3 separate regions of the Mus musculus genome follow, and all the other regions are linked to region 1. Evidence: chromatin contacts called from public promoter capture Hi-C data. All regions are on one chromosome and are shown on one strand. Each heading gives the region's core, a stretch centred on a gene start, on an enhancer-like site or on the middle of the called end of the contact. The rest is flanking DNA. Distances are from core to core; before and after follow the strand shown. Region 1 holds the start of Cks1b (CDC28 protein kinase 1b). Region 2 holds the start of Rps27 (ribosomal protein S27). Region 3 holds the start of Gatad2b (GATA zinc finger domain containing 2B).

The links. Promoter capture Hi-C pulls out the DNA fragments that hold promoters and counts their contacts.
Region 2: a contact with region 1 is called in a promoter capture Hi-C map of second pharyngeal arch cranial neural crest. The contact joins the promoter of Rps27 here to the promoter of Cks1b in region 1. A contact is called at or near these places in 8 of 39 promoter capture datasets (cranial neural crest, embryonic stem cells, erythroid cells and 5 more) and 3 of 115 datasets of contacts at active chromatin or transcription factors (bone marrow-derived macrophages, extraembryonic endoderm stem cells and memory CD8 T cells).
Region 3: a promoter capture Hi-C map of pre-B cells shows a contact between it and region 1, with 2.6 times the contacts expected there. The contact joins the promoter of Gatad2b here to the promoter of Cks1b in region 1. A contact is called at or near these places in 1 of 39 promoter capture datasets (pre-B cells) and 1 of 9 other capture datasets (pancreatic islet).

What each region holds. Positions count from the first base shown.
Region 1 is chr3:89,416,614-89,420,025 of GRCm38.p6, reverse strand. Cks1b (CDC28 protein kinase 1b) reads left to right here and starts at 1,735. Exons shown (of 3, transcript NM_016904.1): 1 at 1,735-1,871. The coding sequence starts at 1,813. It also overlaps a transcript of Shc1 not described here.
Region 2 is chr3:90,211,837-90,214,976 of GRCm38.p6, reverse strand. It overlaps Rps27 (ribosomal protein S27), which reads left to right and starts at 1,329. Exons shown (of 4, transcript NM_027015.4): 1 at 1,329-1,367; 2 at 1,676-1,784; 3 at 1,933-2,043; 4 at 2,224-2,310. The coding sequence starts at 1,362. The coding sequence ends at 2,252. It overlaps Nup210l (nucleoporin 210-like), which reads right to left. Exons shown (of 40, transcript NM_029937.2): 40 at 2,826-3,060. The coding sequence ends at 2,960. It also overlaps a transcript of Rab13 not described here.
Region 3 is chr3:90,291,197-90,294,716 of GRCm38.p6, reverse strand. It overlaps Gatad2b (GATA zinc finger domain containing 2B), which reads right to left and starts at 1,536. Exons shown (of 11, transcript NM_139304.3): 1 at 1,293-1,536.

The DNA.
Region 1 (3,412 bases), core at 486-2,985:
ATTCTGTTTGCTAAGACCTCAGCTCTTACACTCCCAATCACACAAACACACCATGGTGTCATCTTGAGAGATGGCTCTTCCTGGGAGCTTTCATATCGGAAGGCCAGGGATGAGCAAGAGGTGCCCGCATTTGGAAGAAAAAGTCAACACGAGCCTTTAAGTTTGCTTAGAGATTGCCTCCTGCACCCAAGGCTAGGTAGTAAGGGCAGGAGAAAAGCCGCGTTAAACACCTCGGCACAGCAGGGAGGAAGCTGGAGGGGCAGGAAATAGCAGGAAATGGCGAAAGCCTCAGGAATGTTTCCAGCAGGGAAGGTTAGGCAAGTGGGGCCAGGATGAATGCCAAACTAGAATATCTGGATAGGGGGAGGGGTCTTGTAAAAACAGCGGAAAGGACGAGAACCTCTACTCCTGTCTCCAAAACAGTTTTTCTTTTGACAGCAGGAAAACTTTGACTCCCGTTAGGCTCACACAAACCAATGCTTAGTCCAATCCAGGCATGGGAAGGTGCCATCTATGGCTGTCTTTGGGATGGGGTCTCAAAGGAGTCAAGAGTCTCCTTTCCTTCATCCACTCTCCAGCTGTAAACGAAATTCAGTCCCTTCGACTTAATTCACTCTCGAAGGTTACGGGGGTGGGCGAAGAGGGGAGAGGGGCGACGCTGCTAATAAGCTCACTCCTTACAACCACAAATTTCAACCCCCCACCTTATGGAGCACCAGAGCTCAGGAGAATTAAGCCCAAAGCTTAAAACAAGGAGAGGGATATAGAAGCGGATGAAACGTCAGGCATTTAAGACCTGGGTTTTGCGGCACTGACCCAAGCCCAAGAGGAAGGAGAATCCTGAGGGGACAAGGTCCCTAAACAGGGAGTACGGCACATTCCCAGGATCGGACGTGGACAGTGGAAGGGGCGGGTCCCAAAGGGGCGGGGTCCCAAAGAGGCGTCACTTCTACAAAGTCACATCGGTCTTTCAAAAGCACGGTTTTCCCTCTTTTGGAAGCCAGGCAATGGATAGACTGGGTTCAACCGAGAATCCTGAAGAGGCAGACTCAGAGAGAGAACAAGGAAGACTAATCATATGGTGCTGGGAAACACGTCTGGGGGTGCGATTCCCAGGAAAGTAAGACCACAGGGTGTGGTCGCGATCATAAGAGACAAGTCGGGGTTCAGGGAGCCCCTTGAAGTAGGAAGGTGGGACTTCCGGAGAGGGGTCTCGGGGGCGGGACTTATACAGCAAGACCGGAAGTAGGGTCCTGGGAGAGGGGTTCCGGGGTGGAAGAGGAGTTGGTCGCCACAGAAAGAAAGTCTAGACTTACCAGGGTCTCATGGAGTCTCCGCACCGCACCGCGGGCCGATCTGGTTCCGGATCACGCAACTGTCTGCTTAAGTCACCGCCCCAACTTTCACCCCAGCCTGGGCCTCCCCAGACAAACTTTATTACACTCACTTCCGGCCTCACTAACCCCTGACCCCCTACCTCGCTGTCCCTCCTTTACCCGTCTGCTTTCCAAAGTTGGCCAATGGCTGCGCCAGCAGGCTCAAGGGGCGCAGTGAGAGCCAATGAGAATCCTAGTTTGACCCAGCTCATTCTTCAGAAACCTGAGCACAGCACTCCATTTACGACTTGAAGAGACGCCAAAGCAAGCCAATCGAGGACTTCAAAATGGAGCTGTCCCGCCTTCGGCCGCAGAGACCAATAGGAAGTGCGGGCGGTGTGTTTGAAAGCGAGGCCAAAGAGGGTGGGAGCGCGTGCTGCTGGGAGTTGTCTGGAGGCCTGCGGCGCGGGGCTGAGCGCCCTCGGACAGAGCAATCATGTCCCACAAACAAATCTACTATTCGGACAAATACGACGACGAGGAGTTCGAATACCGGTTAGTGCCGGCGCGGGGACTACAGACAAAAGAGAGCACGCGAGGAGTTAGTTACCTAGGCCGGAGTGGGAGGCGGGGGATGGGGGCGGGGGACAGTGTAGAACGGGCGCGTGCGCAAGGAATTACCGGGGAGTGGGGTGGGGGTGGGATTGGGTACAGCAGCAAAGCACATGCGCAAAAGGTGGACGGAGGATGTAAAACAATGAAAGGGAACTTAGAGTTGGCCGGCTGTTAAATTGAAGCGTCTTGTAGCTCTGATCAGTTTTACCTCTGGGAATTCACATCACTAAAGCAACTTTGTTGTGGCGATTTCCCTAATAGGAACTGCTCGCGTTACTGAAATCTCAAAGTCTGCTGGGAGAAAGAAGGTAGCCCGTGCAGAACTGAAAGTTTCATGCTCTTGATGAAAGGACGGTTCTAAGAGAGCCTCAGTGTTGGTGGTTTTTAGTTTATAAAAAAGATGAGTAGTTGTCAGCCTTGTTTTAGATAGGCTTTTACAGGACTTGGAGTGGCATGAAGACTGTGGCCGTGGGTAGATACCTTTCAAATACTTGATCATTCATGGCGCGCATAGAGGTTTCAAGTGTTTTCTGTTAAGGTGCAAGATAAGCTGGTACGGTAGCTCACATCTTTAATCTCAGCATTCTGGAAGCTGAGGCTGCAGGATTGTCATAGGGTCCAGCCCAGATCACACTACAGATGGAACCTTGTCTCAAGTGTAAAGTACTCAGCTGTTTTCCACGTCTGTAACAATGTTACACTTACAGCATTTGCATGGCTGGAGAAATGAGTGGCTTCATCTCTGGGAAGCTGTAACTCCAGCTTAGCCTTGGCATTTTTGTTTAAAGGAGGGGTTTGTTTGGGTTTCTTTTTTTTTTTTCTTTTTTTTCTTTTTTTTCTTTTTTTTTTTTTTTTTTTGGTTCTGTGTATCGAAGTCACAGTTAGAATGGAAGCTCTTTTCTGACATTTGGACAACAATGGGGTGGGGCTCTTGTTATTATCACAAAGGAAGAAGCATTTAGTACATCTTCACTGAGCATGATAAAGTAAATCTACTTGGGGTAGCCTGAGTCAAGTCAGGTAATTTTTTGCCATAAACTTATGTTTGGGAAAGCTTGGGATTTTCCAAGTATCATAGCACATCCCTTAGAAGTATGAACATTTGCATGTTTGTCTTCATACCTGTTCCGTAAAAGGCCTTTCCACACAGTCCTAGAGTAGGTAACCAGCTAGAGGCCTGTGAGGCCTGTGATCAAAGGAGAAACAAATATCGTCAGTATCTCATACCCAGGAGTCACACATCAAATTGCTCATTTGTGGTTTTAATAACTCTTATGAAAGTGGTGAAAACCCATGGTGTTTTTATTTTGGTTTTGCTTTCTTTCTTGTTTTTGTTTGTTGTTGTTTCGTTGTGGTTGTGGTTGTTTGGTTTTGTGTTTTTGAGACAGGGTTCATCTGCTGCTGTGGTTGTCCTGGAACTTGCCCTGTAGACCAGGCTGGCCTCAACTGAGACCCACCTGCCTCTGCCTCCTGAGTGCGGG
Region 2 (3,140 bases), core at 80-2,579, 800 kb before region 1:
GAACTCGCTTTGTAGACCAGGCTGGTCTTGAACTCAGAAATCCGCCTGCCTCTGCCTCCCAGGTGCTGGGATTAAAGGCGTGCACCACCACACCTGGCCATGAATTTCATTTTTAAACCTAGAATCTATTTCCCAAGATATCTCTGCCATGTATATTGCCAAAATCCAAAATCAACATGCATTCATTTAAGCATGGACTATTTATTTATTATTTTATTTATAGACACTTGAATTCAGAGATCCACCTGCCTCTGTGTTGAGCAGCAAACACACAAATTTGTACAATGTGGTAATGGTTACAGCAGCTCCATAGTTAAATAACATACTTTTTGTTTTGATTTGGTTTTTAGAGACATCTCTTGTAGTTCTGGCTGTCCTACAACTTGCTAGATCAGGCTGGCCAGAACTCAGTCTCTTCCATGCTTTGCCAGAATGCAGTGATAAAGGTGTGACCAACCTCGTCTGGCCTTTAATTAGCACTTTAAAAGCAATGCACGTGTCAAGTGGTGTAAGGATATTTGATTTTATTCCTCAAAGGTAAAGAATTGTAAGAATACAAAGTCGGGCTCTATCTTTAGCACTGGAAAACAGCAGCAACAACAAAACAATAAAGGTAAACAATAGGGTTAGCTGCAGTGGAGCAAATATGAACAGGATTTGATTTTGTTGTTTTTTCAGACAGGGTCTCCTGTAGTCCACTCAGACCTCAAACTTGCTAGGAAGCCCAGTGCCTAGAATGATTTTGAACTCCTCGTCCTCCCGCTTCATCCTCTGAAGTTCTGAGATTCCAGCCTTGAGCCACTGACAGCACCACTGCGCCCTGCCCAGTTTACGCTTTGCACATTCTTAGCACGCACTCTACCTACCAGCGTAGTACACCCCCAGCTTCAAGCAGGTATCTCATTTTTTAAAAAAAAAAACCTATTTACGTCTAGAATTATTAATCAGCGTAAATCAAACCAACTGGAAAATGGTAAAGACTATCAATAACTAAAAATGTCATGGATAAAAGCTTCTCGCTGGTGTTCACCTGTGATGTTCCCATCACACTCCAGCTGTCAAAGCGTAGTCGGAAACTACGTGAGAAAAAAGTATCCATTTTTCTCGCCACAGCAGCTAAATTCTGAACTCAAAATAGAAGCTAACTCTCTCACCATGGCTACGCGCCCGCGACGCGAGGAGCCTTTACGGACCTTCTACAAATGGCAGTCAACGGGCATTCCGTTGCATTCGAACAGAGTAGAAGACCTTCCGAAGATGGCGAAGCAACACGGCTCGTCACTTCCTGTCCCATATCAGATATAAGGAACAGGATTTCCGCTTTCGCTCCTTTCCGGCGGTGACGACCTCCCTACGAGAACATGCCTGTGAGTTCCTTGGTCCAGGTTTCGACAGAGAACTCGCTCTTGGGTCCGCACGGTCCTCTTGCGCTAATTGCGGGTCCTACAGGGTCCACATGTGCGCTCTGCGTCTCTTAGGACAGTAACCAGAGCCGCGGCGGCCCACGGGTCAGCCGCGTAGACGGGAGCGGAGAGGAGATAAGATGGCGGCCCAGCTACGCAGACACCAGGGGCGGCGAGGGGCGAGTTCTCCTCGGTGTGTGCCAGTGGGGGCTCTTTCCCATCATCTCTTTCCTCCATTACCTTCTAAGTCTTTGCATTTCTGCCCCTTTTAGCTCGCAAAGGATCTCCTTCATCCCTCTCCAGAAGAGGAGAAGAGGAAACACAAGAAAAAGCGCCTGGTGCAGAGCCCCAATTCCTACTTTATGGACGTGAAATGCCCAGGTAAGGAAGTGGTTTTCAGCTGTGCGGGAAAACTAAACTGTACTAATGGTTGTAACTTAATTTTTGATTTTATTACGAGTTCAGAAGTGGTAACTTGGAGAGGAATAAAAGAAGTTAACATTTTTCTTCTCTTTTTTTTTCTTCCCAGGATGCTATAAAATCACCACGGTCTTTAGCCATGCACAAACGGTAGTCTTGTGTGTTGGCTGCTCCACTGTCCTCTGTCAGCCTACAGGTGGAAAAGCAAGGCTGACAGAAGGTGAGTGGTCTCAGTGTTGGGGTTTTGTTTGGCTTTGGGGTCCTAAGGTGAAAGGCTGAGTAGAATGCAAGGCTTCCGGCTGGTAAAGCCAGCTGCACTCCTGTTAGGAAGGTTTAGCACTCTGCAGATGAGGCAGGGTCAGTGGCAGGCAGAAGTAACGTTTGCATCTTTTTCTTCCAGGATGCTCCTTCAGGAGGAAGCAGCACTGAAAGCCCCTGATTGAAGATGAGTGGGAACCTTCCCAATAAACACGTTTTGGATATATAATGTTTGTCTTGTTTAACTGGTAGCAAGTGGTGCCTCACATATCCCAGGGCAAACAGAAGAGTGGTCCCTTTGGGGTCAAGTAAGTGGCCAAACACCTAGAGTCCATTGGGGGCATTTTTATCTAGATTCACTGTATAAATCTTAGACCATGGTTTAAAACTGGTGATAGTGTATAATTGGGCTTACTCTTCTATGTCTTTTTGGTAGTAACTTTTAGCAATGGTTATTGGAAACATTGTGTCATACAAAGGTGTGTGACAGTGGGGACTGTCTTTATTTAGGGATAATGGTACCCAGGCTGCTTTAATCCCAGTGCCTGAGAAGCAGAGGGTTACTGTTTTTCTGTGTGTTGTTGAGATGGCCTTAGGTAGCTTCAAGTGTATGTGACAGGATACCTGTCAAGTGATGGCATTGTAGGTGTGTACTGCTGTTGCGGTTTTTGTGGTGCTAGGAACAGACAGACACCGAGGGCTTCGGGAATCCAGCCTCAGAAATGTAATCTTTACACACGTGACTTAACCACCTAGGAGCTTTTATTTATACTTACTACAAACTTGATCTGGAGGTTTAGTTTTGTAGTTAGCTACTAAACTTGTGCAGGATTAGGCATCTCCAGTCCTCTACAGTTAGAGGGACGCTGACTACTAGGTTAGTGTTTTATACTCCATAACCAGTGTTGTAGCCGACTCTGCACTAGTGGTGGCCGTGAGCTCAGGAAGTGAGGGGGGGAACATGTGGCCGTGTAAGAACCTAGGAGAAAAAAAAAAGCGAGACAATCAAGGTGGTAACTTGGAGACGGACATATCTGAACTTGCGGAGTGAGGGCAGGT
Region 3 (3,520 bases), core at 287-2,786, 870 kb before region 1:
CGGCTCCAAAAAACTACAAAAGCTCTTCTCCAATCCACATGGATCAAAAACCTACTTTTACTCCAACTTCAAGCACTATTTCAAATCTTGCTGGGTAGGCATGAAAACACTGCCTCTCTTTGCTAAAAGATGATTTAATTTATATTATTCCCACCTCTGAAGCACACACACAAAAGCCCTTCAAGTAACTACCAGATGAGAACACTGGTTCTCTCCAGAAGAGAACAGGGAAACACTGCTAACTTCAGCATCCACATGCTACCTACCCACCAGTAAAGCCGCCACCTCCATCTCAGGACCAGTCCTTACGAAGGAACATCTTATGCTTAGAGTGAATCTGGTGCTGGGGATGAACTCAAAGAGGGCACCATACCTTTATAGAGCGGGGAAGCTGTCCGGGACAGCGATTAACACCTAAATCTCTTCATTCACAGGAGTAACTAGCTCCTTCAGGTAACTGAGCCCAAGGAGGCAAAAAGTACTCTAAGTCCCGACTTGGTCCGGAAGAGTAAGTTCTAGTTCCATCAACCCTCAAGAAGTGAACTGGGAAACAGATCCAGCGAATCCCAGAAGCCCAGCTGAGAAAATGGGTGGTTTAGTTGCTACACGAGGTAAGTAACCCACGCAAGTCAAGACAATTCCCTTTTCTTACGGAGGGCAAGGGAACGATGGACGACGAAATAAAGGGGTAAGGTTCTGCACTCCTGAGCCTGTCCCCCCCCCCAATAAAGATAATTATCCAGTGCTTCCTCCACCCTTAAGGATCCCCTTTTCGTCCTATCCGCCGTCAAACATAGGACTCAGTGCAGGGAGCGGCCCCCGCACCCCGAGGGCACTACTGGGGGCGGAGAGTTAAAAACACGGAGAGGAGGACGCTCCGGAGAAGAGGGGAGCATGGCGGGCATGAGGTACTGAGTGAAAAGGGGGATGGCGAGGGAAACGGGGAGCGAGGGAGGGGAGAAAGAGTAAAAAGCGAAGACACGAAGGGACACCAGCCGGGTCGCGCGAGGCCTAAGTGAAAGACCAGGGCGCGCGCGCGGGGGGGAGGGGAAGAGGTGAAGGGGAGCGCGAGGCGGGGGCGCGCGGGCCGGGCTGGGGGAGGGGACGCCAGGCGGGGGCGCGCGGGCGGGCGTCGGCTCGCGGGCGCTTCCCCTCCCCCCGCCCTCCACCTTTCCCCTCCCCCACCGCCGCCTTCTCGCAGCCTCGCTCCCTCCGTCGCTCCTCACCGCCCCCGGGCGGGCTGGCGGGCTGGCGGGCTGGCGGCCAGGCTGGCCTAGGCCAGAGCTCCTCACCTGGCAGCGGCGGCGGAACTCCCGACCAGGTCGCTTCCTCAGGCGGCTGTGAAGGCGTCGAAAAAGGAGGCGGCGACGGCACAGTGGGATCCAGACCCCACTGGCGGGTCCGGGAGCGGGGGTGGGGGAGGGGGCGGGCCGGGTCGGGGAGGGCGGGCGGGCGGAGCAGACACTGCGGTACAGACAGGGGCAGCAGCGGCGGCGGCGGCTGCACCGGCGGCGGCGGCACCACACAAACAAGGACGCTGATTGGGCAGCTGCCAAGCGCCTTGACTCCGCCTTAACCACACGCCACGACGGCCATTGGAGGAACTTAGCCGGCTACCCGCCCTCCTCTTCTTGCTCCTACCAATTGAAAGCGGGATACCAAGACTTCACCCCACCCTTGAGGAATGGGTGGCTGGAGAAGTAGTGATTGGCGTTAAGAAAATCCAATCATAAATGGAGAAGGGGGATGGTCTAGCGGGGGCGCGTTAATGGGTACCTCGGCCAGTCCCAGACACATCCGGGTCTTCGACAGCCCATTAAGTGTCGGGGGTCAAAAAATCGCTTCAGGCTGCAGCTTTACCTTGTAGACGTTTTGGTCCCCTGGCAGCCGCCGTACCACCTAGTCTCTTAAAACCGGGATTCTCCTTTGACAGGCTCTCATTCTTTCTCGTCTAAAGATGGAGACCGGGAACGGCGCTGGGCTCTGTGTTTGGGTGGGTGGTGTTTCATCGCGACAGAATCCATGAATTTAAGGACAGGACTAGCTTTAGGAGCTCTGGCCTTGTCTTTCTGGGGTGTGGCCTGCCCCGTTCTGCCCAAGGCCTTGGGACTCGTGTGTTAATTTACTTCTGACCGGTCCTTTCCTGGTTGTACCGTAACAGCACAAAGAAAAAACAAACAATTAGCTAAATGTACTGAATTTATGGTGTATACTCTGGGATCTGGTCTTTTTCTGTTCACAGTGAGGATACAGCTTCCCACCCCACCCTATTGCACTAGCTAAGTCAAGGCCCGGGTTCTTTTGCTAGCCTGGCTATCTCCTACTTCCTCCAAGAGGTTAGACCCGCCTACATTCTACGTTTCTAGAACACCATGAATATTCTTTCTGAGCGCCCTAGAAATGAGAACTAATTATCACAAAAATAAACACATTGAAAGAATAATAACTTTTTGGGGGAACAAGAACAATGAATTCTTACTCTCTGTGAGGCAAGTACTGGCCATCCTATCTTACAGATGAGGACAATAAGGTATCGATTAAAAGACAAAGTTACACATGTGACAGACTTGAGATTTTAACCCATGTGTACTAAGGAACAGGGTCAGATTAAGCAACTTGCCAAAGGTAGACAGCAACTGAGCAATGATTAAAAGTCAGATCTAACTAGTGCCAGAGACAGTAGAGAAGACATTTTTTCAAATCACTATGGAAATAAAATTGTAAGCCTGACATGATGGTGCACAAATGTAACTTCACCACTGGGATGCTGAGGTCACAGGTTAGCCAAGGCTAGATATGAAGATGTTTCAGATTCCTTTAAAGGGGGGCTGAAGAGATGGTTCAATAGTTAAGCACTTGTTGCTCCTCAGAGGACCCAGGTACCTATCTGTAATTCCAGTTCAAGGGCTCCATAGCACCCCTCTGACTTCCCTGAGCACCAGGGGCTCCTACAGTGCATACACATTCATGCAAGGAAAACACAGTTTGTAAATACCTAAAAATTAATTTGTTAAGAGTTGACCTAGAGATGGCACACGCCTTTAATCCCAGCACTCGGGAGGCAGAGGCAGGCAGATTTCTGAGTTTGAGGCAAGCCTGGTCTACAAAGTGAGTTCAGGACAGCCAGGACTATACAGAGAAACCCTGTCTCAAAAAACACACAAACAAAAAAACAAAAAACAAGAGTTGTCCTAGAATACTAGTTAGCATGTTCAAAACCCAATACTGCAAATTATATAAATAAAGTTAATTATGATGGAGAGCTGGACATGACAGTGCATGCCTTTAATCCCAACACTTGGGAGGCAGAGGAAGGTGAATCTCTGAGTTCGAGGCCAGCCTGATCTACAGAGTGAGTTCCAAGTCAGCCAGGGCTACACAGAGAAACCGTCTTGAAAAAAAAAAAAAACCGTCTTGAACTTGTGGCAATCCTCCTGCCTCAGTCTCACAAGTGTTGAGATTACAATACTGAGTCACCAGACCTGGACCATACAATTAGTTTGTATTATAAGGTTAAACA